Linked DNA regions of Gossypium arboreum: region 1 is linked to region 2. A link is a contact called in public Hi-C data. All regions are on one chromosome and are shown on one strand. The core of a region is the stretch at or near the end of the contact, and the rest is flanking DNA. Distances in the headings are between cores, read along the strand shown. Region 1 holds the start of LOC108473496 (glutamate--glyoxylate aminotransferase 2). Region 2 holds the start of LOC108476371 (AP-1 complex subunit mu-2).

The links. A called contact is a pair of places that touch in the nucleus more often than the background predicts.
Region 1: a Hi-C map of leaf shows a contact between it and region 2, with 4 times the contacts expected there. The contact joins the promoter of LOC108473496 here to the promoter of LOC108476371 in region 2. A contact is called at or near these places in 2 of 5 Hi-C or Micro-C datasets (both in leaf).

Annotation. Positions count from the first base shown.
Region 1 is chr3:16,250,567-16,256,059 of ASM2569848v2, reverse strand. It overlaps LOC108473496 (glutamate--glyoxylate aminotransferase 2), which reads right to left and starts at 2,492. Exons shown (of 14, transcript XM_017775087.2): 1 at 1,997-2,492; 2 at 1,261-1,429; 3 at 299-364; 4 at 71-188. The coding sequence starts at 1,377. It also overlaps the pseudogene LOC108471378.
Region 2 is chr3:16,008,874-16,014,303 of ASM2569848v2, reverse strand. LOC108476371 (AP-1 complex subunit mu-2) reads left to right here and starts at 2,664. Exons shown (of 11, transcript XM_017778571.2): 1 at 2,664-3,107; 2 at 3,315-3,461; 3 at 3,604-3,666; 4 at 3,801-3,977; 5 at 4,068-4,171; 6 at 4,737-4,844; 7 at 4,970-5,066; 8 at 5,165-5,262; 9 at 5,377-5,430. The coding sequence starts at 2,979.

The sequences.
Region 1 (5,493 bases), core at 1,243-3,742, 240 kb before region 2:
TCATTAAACAAACAGGAGGTATTTCAGGTGGTTTAACAACAATTTTCGTATAAATAACACAATGATATACCTAGACCACCAGAAGTCAATGAAAGATAATGTTTTGCTCTTGCAATGGCATCGGCGGGAAATATAAGTCCTACATTAGGATCATCTAGCAGAAATGGAGCTTGGCACAAAGCAACCACCTGCAGTAGCACAGATTAGTTGGTTCAATACATGCTATTAATAACTGAATGAGCAACACAGAATAATTCCAACAGATGAAAACTTAAAATCATAGAACTGATATATATACCTGACGAGGGAAAGTCAGTGGCTTCTGTCCAAGAGCATGAGGATTGCCAACATTTGTGAAAATAATCTGCAGACATAAAAATAAAAGCAGCTAAACGAATTAACATATCCACATTATTTTTTTTAATAAAAAATCTAATAGTGCCATGTTTTTGGAGCTCCACTCAGTAGTGACATGCAAAATAATCAACCAAAACACCAAAACATATAACTTCTGAAATTGATTCTTATAAAGAAGCACTAGATACTTCGAAATGAATGCTCCCCCAGTCAACAGTGGATTTCATATACTGCATAGAGGTTCATGTAGACATTTTAATTGTGTTTGACACAAGGAATCCCTCCTTGAGAAGCTTTCGGACAAAAGATGAAAATAGAATCAAGGAGGCATTTATCTAGGAAACTAGGAGTACAATCACTTAATACTCAAAAGGCACTAAATAAGTTACAATTAAAAAAATAAATAAAGAACTAATAAAAAGATGTCATAAGTACAAGCTGCATGTACTTGAATGGTAAATAAGTACAGGAGAACATGTCGGGAAATGAAACCTACGGCACAGAGAGAGGCCTTTTGATTATCACTGTCCTCGAGAAAAATGCAGCAATCAGCCTTTAATTAAGCTAAAATTTCTGAGAGGACCTGGTTAGAACTATTAACCCAGACCAAGGGAATCTTGTTAACTCCCCTAACTCTTACACCCGGAGTCCTTGAATGGTAAATAAGTACTCTAAGTCTAGCTCAAACTGTGATTATACTAATTATGATAAGTTTTCAAAAATATCTAAGAACAACAGTATGGTTTTAAATACCCCAACAAAGAATATGTAGGAAATAGGCATTTACACATTCTCTGTTGATAGCAAAAGCTAAAAGCACCAACATATAAAACTCTGCGAATTCAGCATACGAAGCAGAACTGCATGCTGAAATAAAATAAGAAGAAAGCAGGAAAAACATACCTTCTTCCCTTCCTTCTGAAGCTCAGAAGCTCGAAGATACAACTCACCTCTAACTGCATATTGAACTTTCTTCACGTTTTCATTCATTGTCTCATAGTCTAATGCCTTAAGACCCATGATGCCCAAGTTCCTTCCTTGAACTTACCAATATATGGACTCGGTACTCAACCTGTAAGAGAACTACAAAGCATAAGTCTAATTTAACATTTTGGTTTTGCATATAAGTTTATTAGTTGGCTTTCCAGTTCCAATACGAGAGTAACAATCAGCAAAACAATTCGAACGTTATAATATAATCACTATAAATTCGCTCTAATCCTAAATCTTAAAATCGGGTCTAAACATTTGAAAAGGAAAAACAAACATAGGAAAAACAAACATCGGCTCTAAGGTTCATATGATAGGAAAACATGCATTAATGGAAAGGATTAAAAGGAAAATCATAAAGTGAAAGAGAGCCTCTTGCGATGCGATCAATGCAATTATCAGTGAATATGGAGCCAAGCCAGAATACTAGAAAATCCAGGCATAGAAATGCATTTAGAAGTTTGAAAACAGTCAATAATCAATAGTCTATCAACAAAATCACACGGTTACCTTACACCAAAACCAAGAATCCGTAAAATTCAGGACCTAAACTCAATAAATCATGAATTACCAGAAAATCCAAACAGTTCACCCTTAAAACTAAACAGGGAAGTGCAGAACAGAAAAAAACTCCGTAAACGAGAGTAACCCGTGGGATGAGTGGAGTTGAAACTGATATCCCGAGGTGTGCAGAGCAAAGGGCAGGCACAGATTTTATGTGTAGTTTATTGTGTTGCAAGTGTCAGAGACTTTTTCATGTCAGGGAAAGGCAATATATACAAATAAAGAATTGATATATATAAAGATGTGGCAGTGTGTAAGGATTTGAAAGCAGTGGCAGCAGCAGAGCCACTGAAAAAGGGGATTTATTTTGAAAATGTGGGGATGCTGTGTTTTATCTTAAAAGATCAAAACACAAAGGATAAAATTGATCGGCGAGGTGTGGTGTAGCTTCAAACTGTGAGTTATTGGTAGATAATGAACCCTTTGGGGACTCCCTCACATCTTCTTTGGACTCATGTTCAACATTGGTCGCTCTCACCAACTCCCAAGTGTGGTTCACGTTCCATTCTTTAGAGGAATTTTCTCATCTAATGGCTAATGGCAAATGGTAGTAGTAATTTGGTCAACTTTCATGAATGATTATTATGAATATTAGCGAAGGTCAATCATTGCTATTTATTTATTTTTATCTTTCACTCTTGACGACTTACCATTAGAAAAGTGGCCAGACAAGATTCAAGAATTTCATTTTTAGTTAGAAACTTGTAAATTAATTGAAGATAACAATTACAACATTCTCATTAAATTTATTTTTAGATTCACAAAATTGTTAAAAGACTGGTGAAATGCTATCACTCAACATGATCAAATGCAGTTTCTAGTCCTTCAAGATTTAGCCCAACCAATCAGAATCATACATCAATACTTTGTAAGAAAACTGAAAATCTATTAACCTTGAAAAGAAGAGAATTCTACATAAGAAAATGTTGAGGGATTTAGTTAGCCCAAACCAAAAATCCTTGCCTACAAAAAATTTTTTCAGCCCAGGCCCATTAAGACGTACAGAACATCTTCCTCATCCTCCACTTTTCCTACTGTTTACCCTGTTGCTCCAAACGCTAAATGTCTTAAGATGGATGGCGAATGCCTTTTTCATTGGTGGTAATGTTGCTGCTCTATGAACTTCACCCGGAATGAACAGATATCAGTATAATCATATCACTTGATATAATATGAGACCAATTAGGAATAAAAAAATCAATAAACTTAATTGATTAACAATAAATGAATAAATTTTGATTTGTATGAAGTGATGATCTTGACTCGTATAAAATAGTAGTTAAAGTTTTTACCAGATGTTCATTTGGCATGAGTTCAAATTGTGTTATCTCATCCCCATTCTTAATATTGTATAAATAAATAAAAAGACAATGAATGAATATATTATATTTATAAAATATATATAAATATTTTACCTAAACTCGAACTTTCTTTTAAGAGAATTACTTTTGAGGATAGTAAATATATAGAAAAAAACAATTAATCAATGACATTGGATTTGCAACTAATTTTTAGATGGTACAAAATTTTAATGCTATCAAAAAACAGATATAGAAAAGATATCTGTAAAAGACCACTTTCTCTCCTCTAATTAAGAAAAAGACCAAAAAAATGCGAGAGAGAAGCAGGCAGTGCTCCATACAAGTTCATTATTTTACTTTGTGCGACATCTTTATATAATTTAGGAGCCTCTTATGGGCCTTACCACTGTCAATGGCTTCTTTGGCTCTTTCCAAAGCTAAGGAACGTCTTCTGCCCCATCACATCCTAGTAAATGATCCACAATTCCAGCATTCAAAACAATCCGGTCATATGCCGGCCCTTTTTCACCTCGAAGAGCTGCCAAACCCAACTCGATATTCTTCGATACCTGATATATTATAGCAAACATGGTCATTTGACAACAGGTTTTCAAAAATAACAGACATAAGAGACTGAGGCAAAGAGGAGTTTCATATCCACCCTTTGTGGTGGTTGGTTGGAAGGGGATATATAGAAAAGGATTTTTGAATTTTACCGATCTATTGGTTCTTGGGAGTATCAGTTGGTTCAAAACCATAGTCCATTGCATTAACCTCAAGCCTGAAACTCGGACGTGATACACCTGCAACATTAGGATATTGGTTGGCATTAAAATTCTGCAAATAATCTTATTTCCATTGGATATCTAGAAAGCTTTCGAAATGGATTAAACAATACAAAGCTAAATACGAACCATCCACTTCACAAGCTGATTCCATGCCTACCGAACGAAAACCAGAACAATGGTTCACAGGAAGTCCTTTTGATGTGCTTGCTGATCGCAACCTAGTTGTCATTGAGAGGGCACCTTCTTCACCCTTAAATAAGAGTAGTCTCAAACATTTAAGTGTTTTGTTTGGATTACTCGTTGATTTTTTTCAGAATTTAAATTGAATCAAGATATCTTGAATATCATAAAGGAAAAGTCCAAATTTATTCTTTTACTCCTTTACCAAATCATTTTTTAATTTAACATGAAGTGCTAACCTTCACTACTAAACCAGAATGAACACCTCTTCTTTTCATAAGCATTAACAATGGTTCCTCATAACCTTCATGATAAAATCCAGTGCCAGTTGATTCCCTCCCCTTTGCCTGTTAAAGAAACACAACATTCCTTGAGAAATAAGCACACCAGTCTACATTAGGAATTTTTAGCTAGATAAAGCATCCTAAAAATATATCCACATATGTACAATGTACACAATATATTAAACTAACACCACTAACATTGCTATCCACCTATACACTCACCCTAATAAATTGCTGAACCTTTTCAGTTGTTTCCAGTGATGGACGTTTCTTTATTTGCTCCCTCAACCCAATCAGTGAATATCTATGAAAATCATAAAAGATTCTTTACCTCCTTCATTCTATTATAGGAAATAAACACCGGTGATACACTAGAAAATCAAATCAAGTACAACACTTCCAATGAGAAGTGAAAAACCAAAATCCTAAGACTTTCAGTTCAATAGTGTTATGTTTCATGATAAGAAACCACTTTAACCAAAAAGACCATAAACTAATAGAATTCTTAAATTAAGTATCTAATTACACTTAGTTTTGGAGAACATAGAAGAAAAAGAACTGTGGAATTATAACCCAAGAACAAACAGTGTTAGAGATCTATTTCTTAGGTGTTCAGGTTTTCAACTGAAATAAGATCATATGCAGAACTTCATGCAAAAGGAAATAAAATTTAAATGTTTTTAAACATGTTACAGTTATCATGAAAAAGGAGAAAAGATGTACTAAAAAATTGATTGCAAGAACAGGCTGGCTTTTTCAGGAGCAATACTTTTTGAACTTGGAATAGATAGAAATGTTAACATTAAGTATGTTGAACCTTTATCCATTTTTATTTCCAATTCCCTCTTTGTTTTATTCCTTCTTCTTCTTCTTCTTCTTTTTTTTTTTTTTTTTTTTGCAATAGGGATATAAAAACTGTTAAGTAAAATAAATTCAATAGCTATATTTGGTTAGATTCCATACAAAGATGAGCGAGCTTCACGTTTACTTATGTAAGCAAAACCAACCTCCTCGGCCTGAAATAACAAT
Region 2 (5,430 bases), core at 1,415-3,914:
GGCTTAGTCGATGAGTGCTGAGTGCACTAACCATCGGACATACCGACGAGTGCTGGGTACGATTATTGCTTCGGATTAACCGATGAGCACTTGGTGCAATTTGTTTAGTTTGAGACGCATCAATGAGGCACTGGGTGTCGAATTATAGTATTAGTAGGATCCGTAAATTAGTTCAGATCCAAGCTATGTATCAGTAAACATCAATATTGAATAGGAAGAATGATTTGATTCAAATTGGTAAGGTAATGCAATATGACAAAATGAGACAAAGTTGAATAAGGCTGCATACATTGTTAGCATAAAGTGTTAATAAGTTCGTTAAAATAGATTGGTTAGTTAAAATATCGCATTTGCTTTATTTGGGATACATGTGCATATTAACGTATTGGACAAACTTTGATATGAAACATACTTGAATTGGTCTAAGGAAGAAACAAATCAATTGAGTCCAATTATTCAAATTTAATGTTATATTGAGTAAGTTAGAGTAATATCATTTGAAATTAATACTCATCGAATGGTCTTGTTTTCATATGCAAGCTAGGTGTATTTTGAGATTTTGTCCTCAAAGTCGTCAGCATTCAATCGACAAATTCTATACTCAACAAAGTTCGTATATTTTGTTTTGTTTCAAATTGGCATGTGCATGATTTTTAGTAAAGTCATTTGGTTATAGATAGGTATTTGTGACATAAAAAAAGTAACTTTTAGTTGCTATAATTATAATATTATTAGTTAATTAAATAGTTTTAATGTGATTTGCTTAGTTTGCGGCATGTTTCGAAATATCGAAGTGTTGAGAATTGATTTGGGAGATGATTTGAATTTGGATATATTGTGAAATCTAAATTTTACAGGGGTTTAACGTAAAATAAGCAAAAGCTGCTGATATTTTTTAAAAAAATAAATTTACCACTATACTACCATTTCAATAAAGTGAAATAATAAAATAGGTTGTTTTGACATTTTAATGTGGTATGTCACATATACAATTTTAATCGAAGAAAATCATAAACCCTAATAGTTAATATTTAATAATTTTGAAGAGAGAAAATATGACAATAGAAAATACTAAAATACGATAAAACGTAATAGGAAAAACTAACCTAATATGAATGTGTTAAATTATATAAAATATGAATTATTAACTTATTCAAATTTATATAAACATGAGATTTATTTGGAGATATTATTATAATTATATTTGACAATTATATAACATGATTTAAACTCTACCATCCTTTAAAAGATTAAATTAGATAAATATGGAACTAATAAAAATATAAGATAAAATACAACATAATTTAATACATTAATTATTCGTATATTAAAATTTAATTTATATGAATAACTAACACTTAAACGGCATATAAATGTAATATAGTAAAAGGAAAAAAATTATTTACAGATAAAGTTAAGGGTGAGCAAAACTCAATTCAATTAGGAAAAATAAAAATAAAATTTAAATTTCGAATTAATCGAATCGAGTTATTCGAATTATTTGAGTCTACTCGAATAATTCGATTCGAGTTTTGAGTTTGAGTCGAGTTGAACCTCACAATTTGAATAACTCGAATAATTCGAATAACAAATTGATGCAGATACCCTTTTGGTCTCTGTCAACTTTGAAAATAAGTAAATTAGTCTTTCTCTCAACAAAAATTATAAAATAATTCAAAATCATTTTAAAATTAAAATATTAATAAAAATTATAAAAATATAAGAATTTTAAAATTTTAAAATTTCTAAAATAAAATTTTGGACCCAATTAATAATTCAAATTTATCATACTCAAGTATTTTTTTTGCTTTGAATTTTTTTAAATATATATAGTTTCAAATTTATGTGTTCTAACATAAAATTAGTTATATTGTAATAATATTTTTATTTAACATATTTAATTTTTTAATTTGCCTCGAATAATTTCATTTGATTCGACTTAACTCAAATTTCATTTCACTTGACTTAATTCTAAAAAAAATTCAAATTGAGTTAAGATGATAAAATTGGACTCGTGAACTTGATTAACTCAAAAAATTTTCACTCGATTTGATCGAACACTCACCCCTAGAGAAGGCAATTGAGCTGCGGACGGATTCTTGTGATTGCTTTTAGTCGACCTTTAGGGGTTTGATGCTTCATCCAACCTCTTGATAAGATGTTGACAATCTTACATGATGATTTGAGTGGTTTAAGGAGACGACAGTTAGTAGAGATATAGGCAGGGGCGTAGCTAAGGGGATTGACAAGAGTCCTGACCTGACCTTCCTAAAATAAATTTTTTTTTTATTTAGGATTTTTAAAATTTTAAATTAATAAAAGTAAAATTGTACTTTAGAAGATAAAAATTTGATTTAATCCTTTAAAAATTATAAAGATATAAATTATTAAAATGATAAAATTATACTTTTATTATCGTAAAAATTTAATTTAATTTCGGCCCTCTAAAAATTTTTCTTAGCTTTTGCCTTGAATGTAGAACACTTTTAGATGAAACGTGCATTTGTTTATGATTAGTATAAAAATAACACTAATAATTAAATTAAAAAGAAAGCGAAACACGTCCCATTGGTGGTAAATTATATATAAATTAGATTGTCAAATAAAGTAGGAAATGTCAAAAACAACTCACAACATTGGCGCGTGAGTTTCAAACGAAATAAAGCGGCGTCGTTCTAAAAATATTTGGCACCGGGAAAAGAAAACAGGTATGGGAAGATGAAAGTTGAAGCCTTCCATTTAAAATCTGAAATAGAAAGAAAAGTAAATTAGTGTGTATGGAGAGGGCAGATCGTAACGAACATTAAAAAAATATGGTTCAGCTTCAACAAGCTCGCTCAACTTCGCACTTCTTTCATTTAGATCTTTCTTCTCGCTTCTGATTCAAATCAGATCTTAAGGAAACCGTGAACCGCACCGATCTGATTTGCAAAATTGCTAGGGATTTCGTCGGGCAAAAAATATAAACAAAAGAAGAAATGGCGGGGGCAGCATCTGCACTATTTCTTCTAGATATAAAGGGCCGTGTTCTGGTGTGGCGTGACTACCGTGGCGACGTCTCCGCTGCTCAAGCTGAACGCTTCTTCACCAAACTCATCGAAAAAGAGGTTTTTTTTTCTTTCGTCAATTTCAGATTTCGATTTGATTTTTTTTTTCCGTTTAGAATAAATATATTTCTTCTCTTTGTTGCTTTAATTTTTTTTAAAAAAATTTGAATTAAGCTTAACTACACTTCGAATCAGTTTTTAAATTGATGGTGCTCAAAGTGGTTAGCGTAATATTGAATTCGGAGGACCTTTGGATTTGGTACGCAGGGAGATCCGCAGTCGCAAGATCCAGTGGTGTATGATAATGGAGTTACGTACATGTTTATACAACACAGCAACGTGTACTTGATGACTGCAACAAGGCAGAATTGCAATGCTGCCAGTCTTCTTTTCTTCCTTCACCGTGTAGTTGATGTAAGCCAATTCGGTAATTTTAGTTTTATGCCTTCTTTATTTTCAAATTTTCAATTGCATTAAATTTTTTTCTAAACATTTTTTTAATGTAGTACTAATATGTGATCTCGATTCTCTATATTGATCTGAATTAATAATTCAGGTTTTTAAGCATTATTTCGAGGAATTAGAAGAGGAATCGCTTAGGGATAACTTTGTTGTAGTGGTATGAGGAGATCAAACTTCCTTTTTTTTTTTTTTTTTAAGGATAACTAGTTCCAGCTTTGTTTGTTGGACGATATTGGTTTATAATCTTTGTAGAAGAGTTTATAATTGGCTCTTTTTTTATGCATTTTCCAGTATGAGTTACTTGATGAGATTATGGATTTTGGCTACCCCCAATACACTGAAGCAAAAATACTTAGTGAGTTTATCAAGACTGATGCTTATAGGATGGAGGTTACACAGAGACCTCCAATGGCTGTTACAAATGCAGTCTCTTGGCGGAGTGAAGGAATAAACTACAAGAAGAATGAAGTAGGTCACTTTTTTTATAGTTGTCATTTTTGAGTTATTTATCAACACATTTGAGACACTAGCTTATGAAGATTCGTTCTTTAATTTCAGGTGTTTTTGGATGTGGTAGAAAGCGTGAACATACTTGTCAACAGCAATGGACAAATAATTAGGTCAGATGTTGTTGGGGCGTTGAAGATGAGAACTTATTTGAGGTGTGTTTTCTGGTTGTTTGATGATATATGGTATTGGTCCATCTTAAGGGAATATGCTTTAATCAATGCAGAAATCTATCTTTACTTCTAGAGTGTAATTGCTTATTTTCGTGAATAGATTTAAAATGGAAATATAAAAAAGTATCAAATGTAGCAAAACTTATATTTAAACAAATATTGCATTTTAGAGAGAATGATGATACTGTGTAATTTGCAAGTTGCAAATAAAAGTTAAGCGGATATCAATTTCTTTAGGAAAAAAGGTGATGCTGATTGAAGTGGTTGGCAATTGATATGATGAGACCTGGATTTCAAGATATATATATATATATATATATCTTTCTGCAATCTTAAAAAGAGCATTATTAATTTGGAAGTGGGAATTGGTGTCTCTCCATCACAATTTCGCACCCTTGTTTACTGCACCATTCATTTGAAACTTCTGGTCGCCGTGTCATTCATGTCGGTAATGCTGGAAGCTCTCAAAAGTTTGGCATGGTATCCTTTCATTTTGGAAGTTCTATTTTAGGCTGTATATTTATTTGGGTTCAATTTTCCTTTTCAGTGGCATGCCCGAGTGTAAACTTGGCCTAAATGATAGAGTATTGCTTGAGGCACAGGGACGAGCAACAAAGGGAAAGGCGATTGATTTGGAGGACATAAAGTTTCATCAGTACGTAACCTGACTCTCTTTTCTACTTTTACTCTGGTTTTTATATATGCTTTTTCTTAAGCTTTGGGTGTAACAGCTACTGAAGTCTGATGGTGCAAATTTCCCTCATTAATGCTTTGTCCTAGGTGTGTACGTCTGGCCCGATTTGAAAATGACCGAACTATATCTTTCATACCTCCTGATGGTTCCTTTGATCTCATGACATACAGACTCAGCACTCAGGTTAACCATTTTTCTTATGAATTTTCACTCCCTTTCTTTCTTTCTTCTAATTGCTTATTCTTTTGATGACTGATTTTGGTGATTACTTCTGCTTTTAGGTAAAACCGCTCATCTGGGTGGAAGCTCAAGTTGAAAAACATTCAAGAAGCCGTGTTGAGATTATGGTAAAGGCCAGGAGTCAGTTCAAGGAGCGTAGGTATTGGGTTTTTATCTCTATTCCTACATACTCTTCTAATTTCCCTCATATCTAGGTGGGTTATTCAATGTTTAGATGACTAAGCACTGATGAAAGCATTATTGTTCTTTACAGTACTGCTACGAATGTTGAGATTATGGTGCCTGTGCCTGCTGATGCTTCCAGTCC